Linked DNA regions of Mus musculus: regions 2, 3, 4 and 5 are each linked to region 1. The links are chromatin contacts, called in public HiChIP or PLAC-seq and promoter capture Hi-C maps. All regions are on one chromosome and are shown on one strand. Each heading gives the region's core, a stretch centred on a gene start, on an enhancer-like site or on the middle of the called end of the contact. The rest is flanking DNA. Distances are from core to core; before and after follow the strand shown.

Evidence for each region. Promoter capture Hi-C pulls out the DNA fragments that hold promoters and counts their contacts. HiChIP or PLAC-seq counts read pairs in DNA pulled down with a chosen protein or histone mark.
Region 2: a promoter capture Hi-C map of the 3T3-L1 cell line shows a contact between it and region 1, with 2.8 times the contacts expected there. The contact joins two enhancer-like sites. A contact is called at or near these places in 4 of 39 promoter capture datasets (the 3T3-L1 cell line, cranial neural crest, frontonasal cranial neural crest and 1 more).
Region 3: an H3K27ac HiChIP or PLAC-seq map of the NIH/3T3 cell line shows a contact between it and region 1, with 3 times the contacts expected there. The contact joins two enhancer-like sites. A contact is called at or near these places in 3 of 39 promoter capture datasets (cranial neural crest, frontonasal cranial neural crest and liver), 1 of 15 datasets of contacts at CTCF or cohesin (the NIH/3T3 cell line), 1 of 484 Hi-C or Micro-C datasets (nephron progenitors) and 2 of 115 datasets of contacts at active chromatin or transcription factors (the NIH/3T3 cell line and astrocytes).
Region 4: an H3K27ac HiChIP or PLAC-seq map of the NIH/3T3 cell line shows a contact between it and region 1, with 5 times the contacts expected there. The contact joins two enhancer-like sites. A contact is called at or near these places in 1 of 39 promoter capture datasets (the C10 cell line), 2 of 484 Hi-C or Micro-C datasets (adipose-derived mesenchymal stem cells and muscle stem cells) and 4 of 115 datasets of contacts at active chromatin or transcription factors (the NIH/3T3 cell line, embryonic fibroblasts, fibro-adipogenic progenitors and 1 more).
Region 5: a contact with region 1 is called in a promoter capture Hi-C map of pre-B cells. The contact joins the promoter of Armt1 here to the enhancer-like site in region 1. A contact is called at or near these places in 4 of 39 promoter capture datasets (the C10 cell line, the HPC-7 cell line, hematopoietic stem and progenitor cells and 1 more), 1 of 484 Hi-C or Micro-C datasets (pre-B cells) and 1 of 115 datasets of contacts at active chromatin or transcription factors (large pre-B cells).

Annotation. Positions count from the first base shown.
Region 1 is chr10:4,774,350-4,777,725 of GRCm38.p6, forward strand. All of the region lies in intron 3 of Esr1 (estrogen receptor 1 (alpha)), which reads left to right. Among named protein-coding and RNA genes, the nearest start is that of Esr1, 66 kb to the left of the region's middle. Within about 2 kb of position 1,307, at least 51 of the 459 cell types and tissues checked have an H3K27ac peak or open chromatin away from gene starts, as enhancers often do. A contact at or near this core is called in the NIH/3T3 cell line and pre-B cells, where this site is marked.
Region 2 is chr10:5,108,875-5,112,323 of GRCm38.p6, forward strand. It overlaps Syne1 (spectrin repeat containing, nuclear envelope 1), which reads right to left. Exons shown (of 146, transcript NM_001347711.1): 117 at 2,501-2,634; 118 at 1,957-2,161. Among named protein-coding and RNA genes, the nearest start is that of Gm51757, 220 kb to the right of the region's middle. Within about 2 kb of position 2,082, at least 31 of the 459 cell types and tissues checked have an H3K27ac peak or open chromatin away from gene starts, as enhancers often do.
Region 3 is chr10:5,030,883-5,034,022 of GRCm38.p6, forward strand. It overlaps Syne1 (spectrin repeat containing, nuclear envelope 1), which reads right to left. Exons shown (of 146, transcript NM_001347711.1): 143 at 2,035-2,247; 144 at 884-976. Among named protein-coding and RNA genes, the nearest start is that of Gm51757, 290 kb to the right of the region's middle. Within about 2 kb of position 1,494, at least 9 of the 459 cell types and tissues checked have an H3K27ac peak or open chromatin away from gene starts, as enhancers often do. A contact at or near this core is called in the NIH/3T3 cell line, where this site is marked.
Region 4 is chr10:5,078,433-5,081,626 of GRCm38.p6, forward strand. All of the region lies in intron 127 of Syne1 (spectrin repeat containing, nuclear envelope 1), which reads right to left. Among named protein-coding and RNA genes, the nearest start is that of Gm51757, 250 kb to the right of the region's middle. Within about 2 kb of position 1,664, at least 70 of the 459 cell types and tissues checked have an H3K27ac peak or open chromatin away from gene starts, as enhancers often do.
Region 5 is chr10:4,431,301-4,434,821 of GRCm38.p6, forward strand. It overlaps Armt1 (acidic residue methyltransferase 1), which reads left to right and starts at 1,305. Exons shown (of 5, transcript NM_024261.2): 1 at 1,305-1,411. The coding sequence starts at 1,371. Rmnd1 (required for meiotic nuclear division 1 homolog) reads right to left here and starts at 1,088. Exons shown (of 13, transcript NM_025343.6): 1 at 966-1,088.

The sequences.
Region 1 (3,376 bases), core at 57-2,556:
CAGGAGGGTATGTTCCAACGACAAGCCTGTGTTTCCTGGGTGACCATCACGTTTACTCTTTACCAGGCTTCTGGGCCACCACGACATACCTCACAGAAATTGTCTCTAGGCTTGAGGACTCTGCACACCACCCTGGCTGAAATTCACAGGCCAATCAACCCATGTTTCTTTATGCATCCTTTAACTCTCCAGTGGCCACAAGATGAACAAAAACTTTGCACGTGTTGACCACACCTGTTATTTCTTTTTCTTCTTTACTCTCTTGAAATTACTTGTAGAATTGAAGTATTATTTATTAAAAAGGAGGGGTTTTTTTCCATCCACAAGAGCATGGGGTAATCTTGAGGCTATTGTGCTAAGTGTTAAAGAAAGAAAAATGGACAAATTGATTTACTCCAATAGTCAGACACAATTGTTGAGGTTGAAAAAGTAGATTAGCCGGTCTCCTTATTTTTGAAGAGGTCGCAGTCAAGTGAAGAAAATCAGTAATGCCTGCACCATTGCTACAGATGTGCTAAAGAAGTCCCTATTTGTGGAATCTTAAATGCCCGACTTTCCTGTCCTTCCTTTTCATTGGAATGTCTATGCAGAGTTGTGCCTACAATAGAATTTCGGCGAGACTCTCAAAGATCGGTGAAATTCTTAGTTAGCACTTAGTAAATCAGGAATCCATTTTTTTTAAAGGGTCCCAGCAGTTTGAAGGACCTCCATATCTCCATACTCTGCACTAATCTGATCTCAGCCAACAATCTTTTCCTCTCTCCCTAAAGCATTAAAATGACCCTGAGCTGGAGCACAAGCTTATCTTTGACTGTGTGGAACCAGACCACGTGGCAGAACCTGCTCAGGGTCTCTGGGTTTTATCCTGTCTCTTAGATTGCAAGAACATTTTCTCTTCCTTCTCTCTCAGGAAGAGAATACTTTGAAATTCTTTCTACCAGTTCTGGCCATCAGGGTTTTATCTTTAAAGGAGTTGATGTGGTAAGAAAGCTTGGAGAACTTTCTGGAAGCAAAAAGTACAAAGAAGGAAGGCCAGGACATTTGGGGAATGCTGCCTGCCTTTGAATTAGTCACCCCGATGGTTACACCATCTCCTCCTTTGTTTCAATCTTATCTAACACTCATCTTTTTCTTTGTTCATCCCCCTACCCAGTCCTTCAGACCTTCTAAAATCTGGTCTTGGGGCAAGGCACCATGTTCTCAGGGTGTTCAAAACCCTGTGCTGGATATTATAGGAGCAGGAGGAGCCATTTCAGAAGGTCCTATTCTGGACTGCACACTAGCATTTCCTTGTGTGTAGAGCTAGGAGATGCATTGTTGAAAGCGACTCATTGTCTCCAGGGTACTGTGGTGAGGTGGTGGTCACTGATCCCATCATGCTTTGTCGCAGCTGTTGGCTTGATTCTGTGCCAGGTGCTTGAAACAACTGTGGCTTTGCAGATGGGCTACAGAGACTGGACCCAAAGGTATCACGTCAACATGTTCAGTCAATTGGGGTCTTATAAGGACAGAGAGAATTTCTTCTGACTTCACTTTTTATGAAGAAAAGGAGACTTTCCAGGGCTGTTGTCTTTCCTAGAATTCCTTCTTTCAAAACATCTTTGGGGAATATAATTGGATATTAGTAATACTTTCTGGTTCATTTAAAAAATAAAAGCAAAATGCAATTTATAGGTGGGTGTTGCTTCTGGTAAAATTAATTAAAAAGAACTCGTGTGAAAATAGAATTTGGGATGCATGATTAAGCATCCTGGATTTCTTTTTCTTTTTCTTTCTCTCTCTCTCTCTCTCTCTCTTTTTTCTTTTTGTGCATGCTGCTACGTACAGATGTGGTTGTGAAATAGTTCAAATCAGGGCCCACTGAATGTCCTCACTGGACTTTTAGGAATGTGTGCACTGAGGCAGCCAAATTTTATTTCATTTGGTTTGGCTCATTGCACTGGCTGTGAATCAGAAAGTATTCATTTTAATATCTGAGTGGAAATTTATTTACAAACACACGGCTACAGTTATTCTTTCAAAGGGCTTAAAGTTTTTGTTTAATTTCCTCAAAAATTTGCTTTCTAGTTTTTCTTTCCATCTGGAACTTGTGACAGAATATGTTGAAGAGGTTTTTCTAGAATAAAAAAATACATGTCCTGACGCACAGATAAATGTAATCTTTCGTGTGGTTTATCTTTCCTGTTTGGTGGCAACGACAGAGTTCAGAATTGGTCTGGAGATGATTACATTGCTGATTCTGAAATGCTTTTCAAAGATAAAGTGATTTATTTAGCTGTTACATTATTATTATAAGCATAATTTAATGCTTAAGTGTTCTGAGTTAATATTGAGTTCTTTCTTCTTAGCCAATCATGGCAGTATTCTAAAAAGAAAAAAAAATTAAAGAAAAACCCAAAGACCCACGAATGAGACAGATCTGCATTTTAATGATGGTTCTACCATCTATCAGCCAAGAGACCTTGAACAAGTTAGTCAGATCCCTGGCGTCTCAAGTTATGACTCTGTAATTGGAGCAACCCAGCTCATTGTTTGTGATATTGAGATGAGACACAGAGCTGAACCCACCAAGCACATTGCTAGTTTATGAGAAGCCCATGGCGTATGCTGCTAGTTAGTCAGTCCTTGGCCACAGAGATTGTCACATAGAACTGAATCAGAATAGGATCAATCAATCCAACCTTGATTCATCTTTCTGCTTTCTCACATCGATACTTAGGACAGCTCCAAGTTTGTTTTACAAAAACCATACACAACAAAAATGTACTAGTTCAGCCATTGAAAGTGGATTTAGGTTCATTTAGGATTTAGGTTCATTTAGGATTTAGGTTCATTTATGTTGTATGAGCAAAAATTGTATGAGAAGATTGAAACTGTGCCTTTTAACCAATAACTCCCTCACTTCTCTGAGGATTCTTTCACCATGGTGTGTCTCTGTGAGTGTGACTACTTTAGGTACTTCATGTACACAGGGTCACTTTTATCGTTTGTGTCTGACTTCTCTCACTCAGCATTATGTTTTCCAGATCCAACCATGCCATAGTATACATTAGAATTTCAATGTTTTTAAAAGCATAATGTTAATTCTATTACATTTATATACCACCTTATGTGTATTTATTTAAGTCAGTAGACCCTGAGTTTTCTCTGACTTTTGTCTGTTATGAGTAACATTGCCTTGTCTGTGGACATACACATACACATATCTGTTTGTATTCCTGCTTTCAATCATATGTATATGTGTGTGTATGTGTATGTATAAGTATGATAGAGCCTAGGGCATTGTTTTAGATTTATCTCAGTTGCTGTGATAAAACACTGAACAAAAGCAACTAAGGGCAGTAAAGGATTTATTTTATCTAATGGGTTGCATCAG
Region 2 (3,449 bases), core at 832-3,331, 340 kb after region 1:
TGAATTATATATGTGTTAACAATTTAACTTTACATGTTATATCACACACACACACACACACACACACAGAGAGAGAGAGAGAGAGAGAGAGAGAGAGAGAGAGAGAGAGAGAGAGACTTAGGTTGGGGATACAGCTTAGTGTTGGAATAGTTCAGTTGCCTACAGTATACAAACTCCTATCCCTACTTCCAGAAAAAAAAAAAAAACAGAACGCGTATAATACAAGCCACATAAGCTCATTATATGCTAATTATGTAGATAGATAGAGAGAAAAGAAAGAACCAAACAAGAAAGAAGAGAAAGGGAGAGAAAGGAAAGAGGGATAGGGAGAGAGAAAAGAAGAAAGAAGAAAGAAAAGAGAAAGGAGGAAGAAAGGAAGAAAAGAGGGCCATGAGGGGATGGAGGGAGAGAGAGAAGTAAAAAAAGAAAAGAGTGGGCTGGAGAGATGGCTCAGTGCTTAAGAGCACCGACTGCTCTTCCAGAGGTCCTGAGTTCAATTCCCAGCAACCACATGGTGGCTCACCACCATCTGTAATAGAATCCAATGCCCTCTTCTGTTGTGTCTGAAGACAGCTACTGTGTACTCATATACATAAGAGAAAAGAGAAGAGAAGAAACCACGATGCACTAGATGTGGCAGTAAGGAGAAACCTTAGGTCATGTTCTCCTCACTTTTTTGTATATGTAAACATATCAAACTGAAGGCATGGTGCTGTAGTTCGCCTTTCCTACTTATTTCTATGGAGGTCTTTGGCAATAGTCTATCTGTGGTCACCTAATTGTAGCTACACCAGGATTCGGGTGCTGGTGGGGTGTGGAGGTCAGAGATGGCTCAGGTGGACAGAGCTAAGGACCTTCTCCACCTCTCTCTCCGTGGCATCTCCAGCCTGTACTTTATGAAACCCAACCATATGCCCATAACTGTGAGCCAGTGGGGGTTCCCTGTTTCTGGGTCCTATGGAATAGTAACAGATTACAAAGGACTTCTGCTCCTGATGGCAATTGGGGTTCCATCTGCACAAGATGGCGGCTGGATCCTGCTGTGCCTGAACAGTGAGTTTCCTTTCAGAGAAGAACGAAGGGCACCTTTAACCTTGACACAGATAACAACATGTGTCTTGGTTCTGAAACACTGAAAATGACTGCTCTTATAAAGACAAAAAAAATGCCAACCAAAACGAAGGTTATCTTTATTGTAAACAATAACCCTGCCGCTTGAAACCTTTATTTAGACTGAAGGTATAATCTTCAGTTTATGTGGGTTGTTTTATAACTTGACTACTTTAATAAACTGATTTGGGAAAGCTTTTAAGCAGATCTTTGTAACAAAGATCATTAAAATAAAGACAAATAAGGACAAACAATAAGAGGTCCATAATGGGTGGAATAAGAGAAGGCCTTTCTCAAAAGCCCTAAGTAGGTTATTGGCAACTATGGAGGAAAGGGGAATCATATAAAAGCTATTAAAATGTGTGGCAGCAAGCTGCTGCTCTCTGCTGTTAAATACCTGAATGCAGCTATTGTCTGATGCACTGCAGCAGATAACAAATCTAAGTGGATGATTTTTTTTTTTAAATAATGTGGATAACTTTAACAGTTGATTTTTTTTTTAAAGGCATGATTTTTCCCCCATGTGGTTGCAACTTACAGTGACTATTTCAGTACAAACAGATAGCCTACATTTCCCTCATAGATTTATACCCCACTAGGGAAAAGTGGGAAAGGCAACTCATTTTTAAAAATAAAACAATGGGAAAGAAACTCACAAATTGTAAACACATGCAGGAGGGCTCTGTAAGACTAGGCTCTTCAGTTAATGGGGTGATGAATTTGGGATAAACTGTCTCACAGATTTAGATAGCCCCAAAGCTCACATGCATCTCTACTAGCCCTACAAAACCAATGAAACTGAAGGCCAGCGGGTTGGGCAAGTCCCAAACAAGTCCCTGAACATACGTTGCAATCCTGAATCCACTTGGTGACTTCATCATCAGCGATATCCTTGTTAGTGGCTGCCTTCAACAGTACACTGGTCTGTTCCTCTTGTCTCTGGATGGCAGAGGCACACTGCTTTGAGTAGTCCTTGTATCTCTGCCAGAGCTGAAGGAGGGCCTTGCTGGAGTGCAGCTGTTCAGCGATCTCTTCCAGTAAGTTATTCCATCTGCAAGCAACAGCGAGCACTTAGGGCAGACTCATATCTCTTACCAAAGGCTATCACTTACTATTTTATTTGTCTTCATCATGGTTCATGTGAACATGGGCATAGCAAAACAATGACTCATGTCTATTTAACATAATAAAGGCTAATGTGTCACATTCATATTCCAAGGGGATGAAAACTATCCTTGGGACTATGGAAGTCCTGATCCTTCCTAAATGTCTTCTTTGTGGTTATTTTTCATTAAATTCGGTTTATAAAAAGAAAAACAACCAAAACATTAGTAGAGTAGACTCTTTAGATCTACAGCTGAGAATGCTGTAAGAGTAGCTGGTCCCATACCTCATATTGACTTCTTGCAGAGTACTGGAGAGGGTTTCTGCCACAGGTGGGTGACACTCCTTCAATAGTTGGTTGGTGATAGAGCCAAATTTCTGTAAGCCTCCTTCCTGTTTTTCTAGTTCATCATGAAGATTCTGCTCAAAGAAAGAGAACCACAGGTGACAAACAGGAACTAATGAGCAAGTTTAAAATGGACAGGCATGTGCTACTCCACTGCTGTTAAAAAGATAACTTCTTATAGTTCTGTTCGTGTGACTGCATGAGAGGAGAGTCACAGCAACTGAGCCCCCTTCTGCACATGGACTCTTCTTTAGAAGCCCATGAAGGATGTCCTTGCTTAGGGAAGATGCTGTAGCAGCGGTCCAGGCACTGTCTGCCACACTGTGGCTCTTTTTGCCAAAACAAGGGTGCCAGGTCAGTAGCACGGAGAGTGGTTCTCCCAGTAACTGATGAAGAAGACAGCCAATCTCAGCTTTTCTGAGGACCACTTCTAAGTTCTACCTCATGCAAAGAATTTTCCAGGTCTACATTAAAAAAAAAAAAAAAAACTCACAGAAAGTAACTGTACATATCCATAGGACAATTGAATAAGTGTTCAAAAACATTCATATCTGTTTATATTGTAGGATGGTTAAGTTAATCTAATTAACAGACCATCACCTCACATATTTAATAACTTTTGTCTAGCCCACTTCTCATCCTTCCTAATGCTGAGACCCTTTAATATAGTTCCTTATGTTGTGGTGACCCCCAACCATAAAATTATTTTCATTGCTATTTCATAAGTATAATTTTTGCTACAATTATGAAACTTAATGTAAATATGTGTTTTCTGATGGTCTTACACAACCCTTGTGAAAGGGTTGTTTGACCCTGTCAGGAGTCATGACTCACAGGTTGAGAACCACTTGTCTACAACTGTGAAAACTCATAGAGTACAATACTGGGA
Region 3 (3,140 bases), core at 244-2,743, 260 kb after region 1:
CATCCTGAAGATAAATCAAGGCTAAATTTTGAGTAGAAAATCCAGTGTTCCTTCACATTCTTAGACCAGGGTCTGTAGGAAACTAGTGAATGTTGGTAAAAACACAAATGAAAGTCTAGTAAGGATAACACATGTATCAGCATAGAACGTAAGTATATATGACAAAATACAAAGGAAATTATTACTTCTATACTCTAAGGGGAAATGGAATGAATATACTTATAAAGCCGGACCAAAAAGAAAATCAAACAAAAATAAAAACAAGCTCCTATACACAGAGAACCGAGGTCTAGAGGGGACCGGGGACAACTTTGCTGTCTATCCTCTGTGTGCTCTGGTGAGGCGGTTTCCACCGCGGGCTGGGTATGGTGTTGGTTTGAGTGGGTGCCCTTTTGGGGTTACTACCCAGAAGTCCTTGGGTGTTATGACTCAGAAGCTCTTTCTCTTGAGAGTCAATGCGACTTCATCGGTCCTATCAATTCAGTGACTCACAAGATGCTCACGATTCGCCTCTACTGTATGTGGCACTTCTGGGCATGACAACCCACCTTTTTAGTGGGCATGCTGGTGGTAATTTGAAAAAGGGGGCCACCAAGGGTACACATGAGAACCATTTCTAGAAATGACCATTTGATCAAGAAAAAATATTCTTCTTGTACATTAGCCACACGTTGAGCTCATTAAAAGGAAAAACAAAAACAAAATCACTCTGTTTTATTGCTGTGAATATGCTACAAGGCTGGAGGAATAAATTTACATAGGTAACTGTCCTTTCCTGTTTGGGGACTCGAGTTTTGAGCCTGTGGATTCTGTAGACACAAAGCCTGTCATATCTCACACTTCCCACCCATGGACCAACTGGAAAGAGCCAACAGAAAGTTACCGATTTCTGTCTGTTTGGGGTACTTCTTCCGGATGTGGGACTCACAGATCCTGAGGTGTCCAGCTCATCTGCAGAAGACCATGATGACAAATCCTGCAAGAAAAAAGGTCACATTCAACAACTCCACATCCCAGAGTACCCAGGGACTCAGTTCCCACCTCAGCCCTCTTCATCTTCATCTACATCTCCATGATGAAGGTCAGGCACTCCGCAGGCAAACCTGATTCAGATGACAAGACTGAAACCGAGTTCTCCTAGCTTACCAGGGATTTCTTGGTATAAGCTTGGGACTTCTGGAAACCATAGCTAGTGTTTATTTTTGTGGCTTTGTTATCTCTTTGTGACTTGGGTAGATCGGGCTGATTACTGGCTTGCTGAGGCGGGAGTAGCATGGTGAGGGAAATCCTCTTTATAAGTACAGGTCACTCAGGACAGACAGAGTCCAGTGCATTTATGTTCGAAGCAAGTGAGAGCTATCTAGGAGTCTGCTTTGTAAGGTCAGAAAAACCGTGTTGCTTCTATTCTGTTGTGACTCTGGGGAGGCTGTGCTTTGAATACTTCCAGATGAATGAGCAGTTTCGTGCTTGTGAAAAGATTTCACAACTGAATGTCTGAAGTCTGACTAAGTACCACTGTATCTATAGGCACACGTCTCAAAACTAACAATGTGACCATTGTAGAGTTTATTTAAGTGGAAAAATGGGCCAAAACAAACACGAAGCGGTCCATTTCAGTGAATGGATGCATGACTGAATGGATAGATTCAAAAGGAAGAGTAGACACTCTCCTCAGTGTTTAACACGAAACTCACACACAATGGCTGCTCTGGTCTGTCACAGTTGTATATGGGAAAACATGTCATTTCTTAAATAAACAGTTGAAATTAAATGCCACAGTAGTCACAGCAACAGGGTTGGAGGTAACAGGCTGAAGAGGTCTCTTGGATTTCACAGAATCAAAAGCACCGTCCTGTTATAAAAGTTACGAGTCTGCTTTTGTATTCTGAGACAGCTCTTGAAAGAGCGGTGACAGAGAGTGGCCACTCTGGGTCTGACAAGTGGCACGTCCGAGCCTTTCTATGATGGGTGGAGACACAGTGCTTCAGGCTGCTGTCGGCGATGTGATGCCACACACAGTGTGTGAGGGCTTACCTGCTGACTGCTTGACATGTCTAGTAACTTCTCAAGATCCTTGATATGATGGCTGACCTCCTTCAGGAGAAGTTTGAGCCGGTTTCCAATCACATGGACCTTTTCTTTGGCTTCTAGACAATCTGAACCTTCAGCATTCACCAAGAGTTGGCGAGACATGTCTTGTAGTGAGGCCACTCTGAGTTGGGACTTCAGCAACTCCTGCTTTATTTGCTGCGTGTATGATAGGAGACAGTTCTTTAAGATGTTTCAGTACTTAGAGTAACTTGCCTGCATGGGCTCTTGTATCTGCAGCCTCCACACAGGACTGAAGCTCACATGATGTGACACGGGGGCTCCATGCTAACCTATATGGTCAAGTATGTTCTAAAAGACCTCCTTCTAAGCCCAGGATTCTCATTGGACACATGGGTTCATAGTAAGAACTATGGGGAAGTTTAAACTGAATAGGGGATGTGAAGATATTGACAAAGGAAAATCCTATGAAAACGGGATCAAAGATAATCTGTTAGACAGAAAAATAAAACATTAAAATCTAGGTACAGTGAAACTCAAATATGGGCATACTCTAAGGTCTAGCTAAATCGTTTTTAAATGCTCTGTGGTGATTGATAATTTCTAAGTTTTTGCCAGAGGTAGAGGTTGAATAAAAATATGTAAGGACTACTATCTCCTATTGGTTTCAAAGATCCCTCTAATGGTGAATGAAAGCTACTAATTCAATAGTTTAGGTTAATGGGCTCTAAGTGCTATGCTACAACATTGTACAGTCACAGAGAGAGAGGATGAGAAGCACGGTCTACTAGTAGAACTCAAGCCTGCTTCCTTATCAGCTATAGCAATCACCCAGCTACACTGTCTGTTACATTGTTTCAACATCCTTGAATATGGATTTTCACAGTAAATTTCCAGGTGAATTTAGTGCCAGAAAAAGCTTCTATGAGATAGATATATTTTGGTTTTGCAAGATATAGCAGCAAGTTATCTCATAGCTGTCTGCAAACTTGCCACCAATGCTTGTGTCTCTTTTACCTGGCCTATTTAATTCCTCTTGAGTGTCTTAACTGTCTTTTTTTTTTTTTTCATCTAAATAGGTTGAATTCAGT
Region 4 (3,194 bases), core at 414-2,913, 300 kb after region 1:
ATTAACAGTGAGCAGCAGTTCAAAGGTTCTAGAGAGAAATCCCACCCACTTCGAGATCTACCCAGACTGTGTTATACAGCACAACCAGTAAGCACAGAGAGATCTGCTCTTCTGGAACACCAAGACTCGGGATTCATCCGTCATCCTACAGTATCAGACAGGAGGGGGTGGCTGCAGCTACAGCTTAGGTTCAACTGATACAAGCAGAAATTCTCAGGATTGGTGACTCCCCTCTAAAGAAAAGAAGCTCCCTCCTTAAGAGTTGAGATGGGTTTGTCTCCCTCTGAGTAGCTTCCTCTGCTTGTTGGCCATGATGCAGAAAACATATGCTAGGGCTCCCCCTTCACCAACATCCACAGAGAGGGTGGTCACACGATAAAAGGAAATCACCTATTTCTTTGAGAAGTTGATGTGCCCAGAGTGAATTAGGCAGTTTAAGTGATTGGCTTTTGGTTAGTCAAAGGTAGGCTCAGTAAAGCTGGAGTCTTTGCTCTAGGCTGTAATTTATAGAAGGATCAATCACATGTCCAGACGCAGCTAAGACTCAAGGCTAGTCTCCACTACTCTGCCATCAAAAATAGAGCAAGTTTCTCATCTTCTACGAGCCTGTCTTTTCTCATTTGACACTGCATTTTCTCCAAACACTAGTATTTAGTGTTTGTAACAAATGATCGATCACCTTTCATATGTCAAGTGCTGTACTATATCTATCCCAGGATGTGGTGTGTTGACAGGAAGACACAGGCAAGTGACAATTTAAAAAGCACTGTCAAACACCACAGGTTTGACAATGTTGTGTTAGTTTGATAGTTTTTCCTTCTTAGCATTCATGTGCTCAATGTCTCCAGGGAGCAGTTTGAATATGCATCCTTCCTGTTTGTCTCACAACATGATGACACTGCTTTCATTTGTTTACTGTGGAGCTATGACTGAAAAAAAAAAACCAAAAACTAAATATGTGGGCTGCAAGCATTGGGTGCAAGCCAGGGCCAAAACCTTTTTTGCAAAGATGTAAATCCCTAAGAAGGGTGGCATTTGATGTTGTTTATAAACTAAATATCCAAGCTATATATAAATGAACCATTTCTTTCTTTGGATTCAGTTGAAACCCTGAAATTTACCAGCTCAGCACATATATTGTCTTAAGGGTACTGCCGCCATGGTATATTGCCTCCAGAGTGAGACAGCTGAATAGGTAGTACATTTTTTTTCTAACAGTAAGTGTTTTTATCAAGACATTGTGGGTGGGTGTAAACAGACACACACACTCACACACAAATGCACACATACAAATGCATATACATGAGCAATTCTAGTGGTGCAGTGTTATATATTTACATTACAGCTAGAATCACACATAGTTCTATACAAGCAACAGAGGAAGAAAAGCAATATAATCCTCAAGGGAGCTAGCTACAACAGATCCCTTGGGCAGCTGAAAAGCCAATTCCCTTTTGCTTTTCTTCTGATGCTCCCAAGCATCTGCTTGAAGCTGGCTTCCTCATCCTCATCTGTGGACCCTCCCAGTTACTCCTGCACATCAGCCGCTTCGAAGGGAGCAGAGCCGGCTGGCTCCTCCTGAGCTGGCGTAACGCCATCTGTGTTCAGCAGAGTTTGGCGACTTTTACAAGGAGTAGAGCACTGGCTTGTTTCCTGTTTTGGATTCATATTTGACAGTAGTTCACCGGAAATGACAAACCCAGGAGCCACTAAAACCTCTGGGTCCCTCTCCTCCAGAAGTATTACATCCTGGCACCTGGCCAGACCCAAAACTACTATCTCACTGGTTTAAACACTCGAGTGTAGATTGGACTGGGACAGAATAATTATGTGTTAGTTTCATACCTCAGGAGTCTGGCAGAGGAAGATCCTAGAAGCATACTCTATCTACTTCCTTTTTTTTTTTTTTTTTTCAGGTTTTGGCCTGCTCACAGGCACAGTGTATAAATCTCCTCAGAGCATATCATGTGGCCAAACACCACTTTCAAGCTGTATTTTCAAGTAGATATATGTACTCTATCGACAATTTTAGAAAATATGAATGTCTGACTTAGTTAGTAATAATAATACTTTCATGGAATGATTACACGATTTGCCTGAATGAGAAATCATCATATGACTATCAATTTCTTCATCTCCAAAATATGATAATTCTGGCATTATTTTTATCCTCAGAGGTACCTAAGTATTAGGACATATACGGAGGACATTGCCTTCATTATTCCCCATAGGCAAACAACACTTAGCTGCTATAGGCACTGGCTTGTCCAAAGAAATGGCCTCTGCATCTAAGAGCATCAAAGTCTTGGGATCAGACGACAATCAGTCGGGAAAGAAGACTATGATCCATGCTGGCAGATAACCAGGAGGAAATGGGAATGCGCCGGACTATGATCCATGCTGGCACATAACCAGGAGGAAATGGGAATGCGCCGGACTATGACCCATGCTGGCACATAACCAGGAGGAAATGGGAATGCGCCGGACTATGATCCATGCTGGCACATAACCAGGAGGAAATGGGAATGCGCCGGACTATGATCCATGCTGGCACATAACCAGGAGGAAATGGGAATGCGCCGGACTATGATCCATGCTGGCACATAACCAGGAGGAAATGGGAATGCGCCGGACTATGATCCATGCTGGCACATAACCAGGAGGAAATGGGAATGCGCCGGACTATGACCCATGCTGGCACATAACCAGGAGGAAATGGGAATGCGCCGGACTATGATCCATGCTGGCACATAACCAGGAGGAAATGGGAATGCACTGGACTATGATCCATGCTGGCAGATAACCAGGAGGAAATGGGAATGCGCCGGACTATGATCCATGCTGGCACATAACCAGGAGGAAATGGGAATGCGCCGGACTATGATCCATGCTGGCACATAACCAGGAGGAAATGGGAATGCGCCGGACTATGATCCATGCTGGCACATAACCAGGAGGAAATGGGAATGCGCCGGACTATGATCCATGCTGGCACATAACCAGGAGGAAATGGGAATGCGCCGGACTATGATCCATGCTGGCACATAACCAGGAGGAAATGGGAATGCGCCGGACTATGACCCATGCTGGCACATAACCAGGAGGAAATGGGAATGCGCACTATGATCCATGCTGGCACATAACCAGGAGGAAATGGGAATGCGCCGGACTATGACCCATGCTGGCAGATAACC
Region 5 (3,521 bases), core at 55-2,554, 340 kb before region 1:
TTTCCACTCACCTGTCCACAAGCTCTCCTCCTAAGGACTTGACTCCCTCAGTGACTTGGTATAATACATATAACCAACACACATCCATCACATCCACTTTGGATTTTCAAGACTGGATTTCTCTGGATAACCTATAATTTCTCTCTTTGACTGGCCTGGAACTTGCTTTGTACACCAGGCTGGCCTCTGCCTCTGGAGTGACAGGATTAATACTTATAACCAACACTCATCCATTCTCTTGCTATTTTTTACTTTGTCCTCATATTTAGCACCACTTACATACCTTGTATTTTTAGCTTTTTAATTCATGCAATGACTACTCCTTACCGTGTGCAGTATGCTAGCTCTGGAAATGAGCAAATAAGGGATAATATATATTAGTTAGCGACAGTGATATCAGAAAGCAATAAAGGAGATTTTTGCCTCTCTTCAAAAGCAGGTTTCTGTGTTTGTCCCCCTATGCTCAGTGACAGTAGTGTCCTTGGGCACAGAGGCGTCAAGTAAATTTTTAAAATGAAACACAAGGGAGCTGCAGTTTTTGAGCATTATCCTTAAGCATAATATGTCCATGTGCCTAAGGATAGCACTAATTGCACTTAGTGTTTTAAGTTGGGAGTGGGACATGGGTAGGCCTAGGCGTTTGACGGCAGGGCTGGGGGTGGTGGTGGACATAACCAAAATATATTGTACATGAGATGCAGAATACCATCAATGAAAAAAGCGGCTGCATCCAGGTTAGATTCAGCGGGTAAGTGGGGCTGACCTTTGGGAGCACTTCTTCCAGTTCCTAAGTTCAAGGTGATTTCATGCACCTTGGCAGCTACTACTATGCCCTGCTTCCAACTCGGCGGGGTCGGGAGTGTTTGGCTTGAGGTGCTTCGGATTCCCGGCTAAATTCCCAGGCCCTGGCCGAAGCCCACACCTCCTCACCAGCTTCTCCGGCTGGGGAAGCGCGAAGCACTGACCTGTGCGCGGAGAGGACGACCGCGACGCCCACGCGCACGCTCCCGCCGCAGGAACCTCTGCGGAAACACACCCCGCCCCGCCCCGCTGCGGCGCAGGCGCACTGCAAGCCCCAGGCCGGCAAGCTGGGACACGTGACCGTCCGAACACGTGACCGCTCCGCGCCCCCCCCCCCCCCTTCCGCTCGGCGGGCTACCGCCTCCGGTCCTCCAGGGCTTCCGCTCGCGTAGCCGGAAGGCCCTTGCGCCCCATGTTCTGACCCTGGCCAGACCACCAAATAAAGTTTCTGAGTTCAAAAGCGCTTAAAAAAAAAAAAAAAAAAAAAAAAAGCTCCAACGCTTCCTTTCTGGAACCGCGGCCGTTGAACCCCGGGCGACGCCAGTTGAGTGGCTTGTGGTGCCGGTGTGATGGCCGAGTCCCCGGCGTTTCTTTCCGCTAAGGACGAGGGGTGCGTCTCGCTTTTTTTTTCTTGCGCTCTTGGGAGAAAAAACCCATGTTGGGTGAGGAAGCTGTGGGCGGTCGGGAGCGCCGGATCCTCAAGCTGAGAGTTCGAGTCCCACCTCGGTGGGAGAGAGCCGGCTCGCTGTGCTGGCCGGCGTCAGGACCTAGCTAGTTCCGCTGTGTACCTTCTTCCTTTCTGTCCCGAATTGAGACGCTGGGGCAGGAGTATTGCTGCGAGTTAAAGCCAGCTTGAGCTCGTAGTGAGTTCGAGCTCACTGTGGGATACATTAGGAAAAAGCTTGTCTCTAACAAGTGAGAAGGAAAGGCGCTGCGGGGGCCAACAATTAGGACTCATACCTACTGCGGTGTGTATTAATGGTATGGGTCAAACTAATAACTCTATATTTAAAAACGTCCTAATTTTGCGTGTGCGCGCACATGCCATTATTCGCGTTAGAGGTCAGAGGACAGCTCTGGAGCCGATTTTGTTCCTTCACCTCTCAGGAGTTCAACGAGAACTCGGTCGCGGGCAGCAGATTTATCATGTGCCTTTACCCACTGAGCCATCTCACTGGCCCCCAAAATAAACATCATTAGAAGTAGTTCTTGCAATTTTCATCTTTAGAGTTTTCCCCCCTATACACACTTCTCATGAAATTTGTTAGGCACAATCGATTCACCAAAACAGCTAATAGCAAAATGGAACAATTAGTGGGACGTTAGTTTACTTTAAATTTAATTAAAATTATTTAAAACTTACAGATCGTTGACTGCTGGAATTTTCCACTTGCAATGTTTTTAAACTGGTTGAGTGCCCCTGGGAAGGCAAACCTGTGGACAAAGGGGGAATTACAATATGCTACAACGCTGAGAGCAAAGTTATAAGTAAGAGCAGAAATAAGCATTGGCTAAGTAGCCAATCTTCTTGTCTGGCTGGATGGTTGGTTTTCTTTTGACACGGAGCTATTGAATTATGTAGTGAAGGATGACCTGGGACTCCCAATACTCCTGCCATTATACTCTGTGTCATTATAGAGGGAGACACCACTAGGCTCCAAATTCATATTTCAAATACTTTATTTTCAAATGATTTAATTAGTTTTTATGTGTTGGGGGAGTGTGGCACTCACCTGTGACATTACCCAGGAATGGACGTCAGAGGACGACTTGTGTAGGGAGTCCCCTTTGTCCTTCTACCATGTGGGTTCCAGGGATCGAACTCAGGAGGTTGTACTTGGTAGCAGGTGCCCTTCCCTGCTGAGGCCTGTCTCCAGCCCCTGGAATAGTTCCTAGGTGCTTAGGTGTGGCCTACCCTGCCCTGTAACTCTAGCTCTAGGGGATCCAGAGCCTCTGGCCCCAGCAGTCACCTGCACATACCCTACCCAGGGAAATGCAAATCAAAACCACTTTGAGATTTTCATTTCATCTTTCTAAGCCAGTGACCTAGGACCAGAGCCTGTTGAATTGCAAGACCTGTCCTTTTTTGAACTTAACCACATTGCTGAAGTCGTTTCTGATTTAGAAAAAGAAATTGAGTAGATGGAAAAGAAAATGATTCAGTCAAGTTCTGGGGCAGAACCCAGTACTACAGTTTGTGCAGTGGTCATGACAGTAGAGTTCCACATTGTCTCGGGTCTTCTGCCTTCTTCCCTCCCATCCTTCATCCAGCCCTCCCTCCCTCCCTCCCTCCCTCCCTCCCTCTCTTCCTCCCTCCCTCTCTCCTCCCTTCCCCCTTCCTCCCTTCCTCCCTTCCTCCCTTCCTCCCTTCCTCCCTTCCTCCCTTCCTCCCTTCCTCCCTTCCTCCCTTCCTCCCTTCCTTCCAGATGAATCTTATCTATCCCAGGATGGCCTTAAACTCCTGCTCCTCTTCCTGCTGTCCTCCTGAGCAGGGGTTCCAGCTGTGTGCCGCTGTGTTTTCTCCTCTTCTGGAGCTTCATTCGTACAAGACAAGTGAGCAGTTTAGGAGTTCAGTCTCATATCTATAAAGCAAATAAAACTGGTGTATTAAAATAGTCATATGAAAAGGAATTTGGACCCAAATGAGGTGTTCCAGAAACTAAAATTGGGCATGCCTTCTAGTGTCAAAGCTACTGAGTAATGCATGATATTGGACTCTC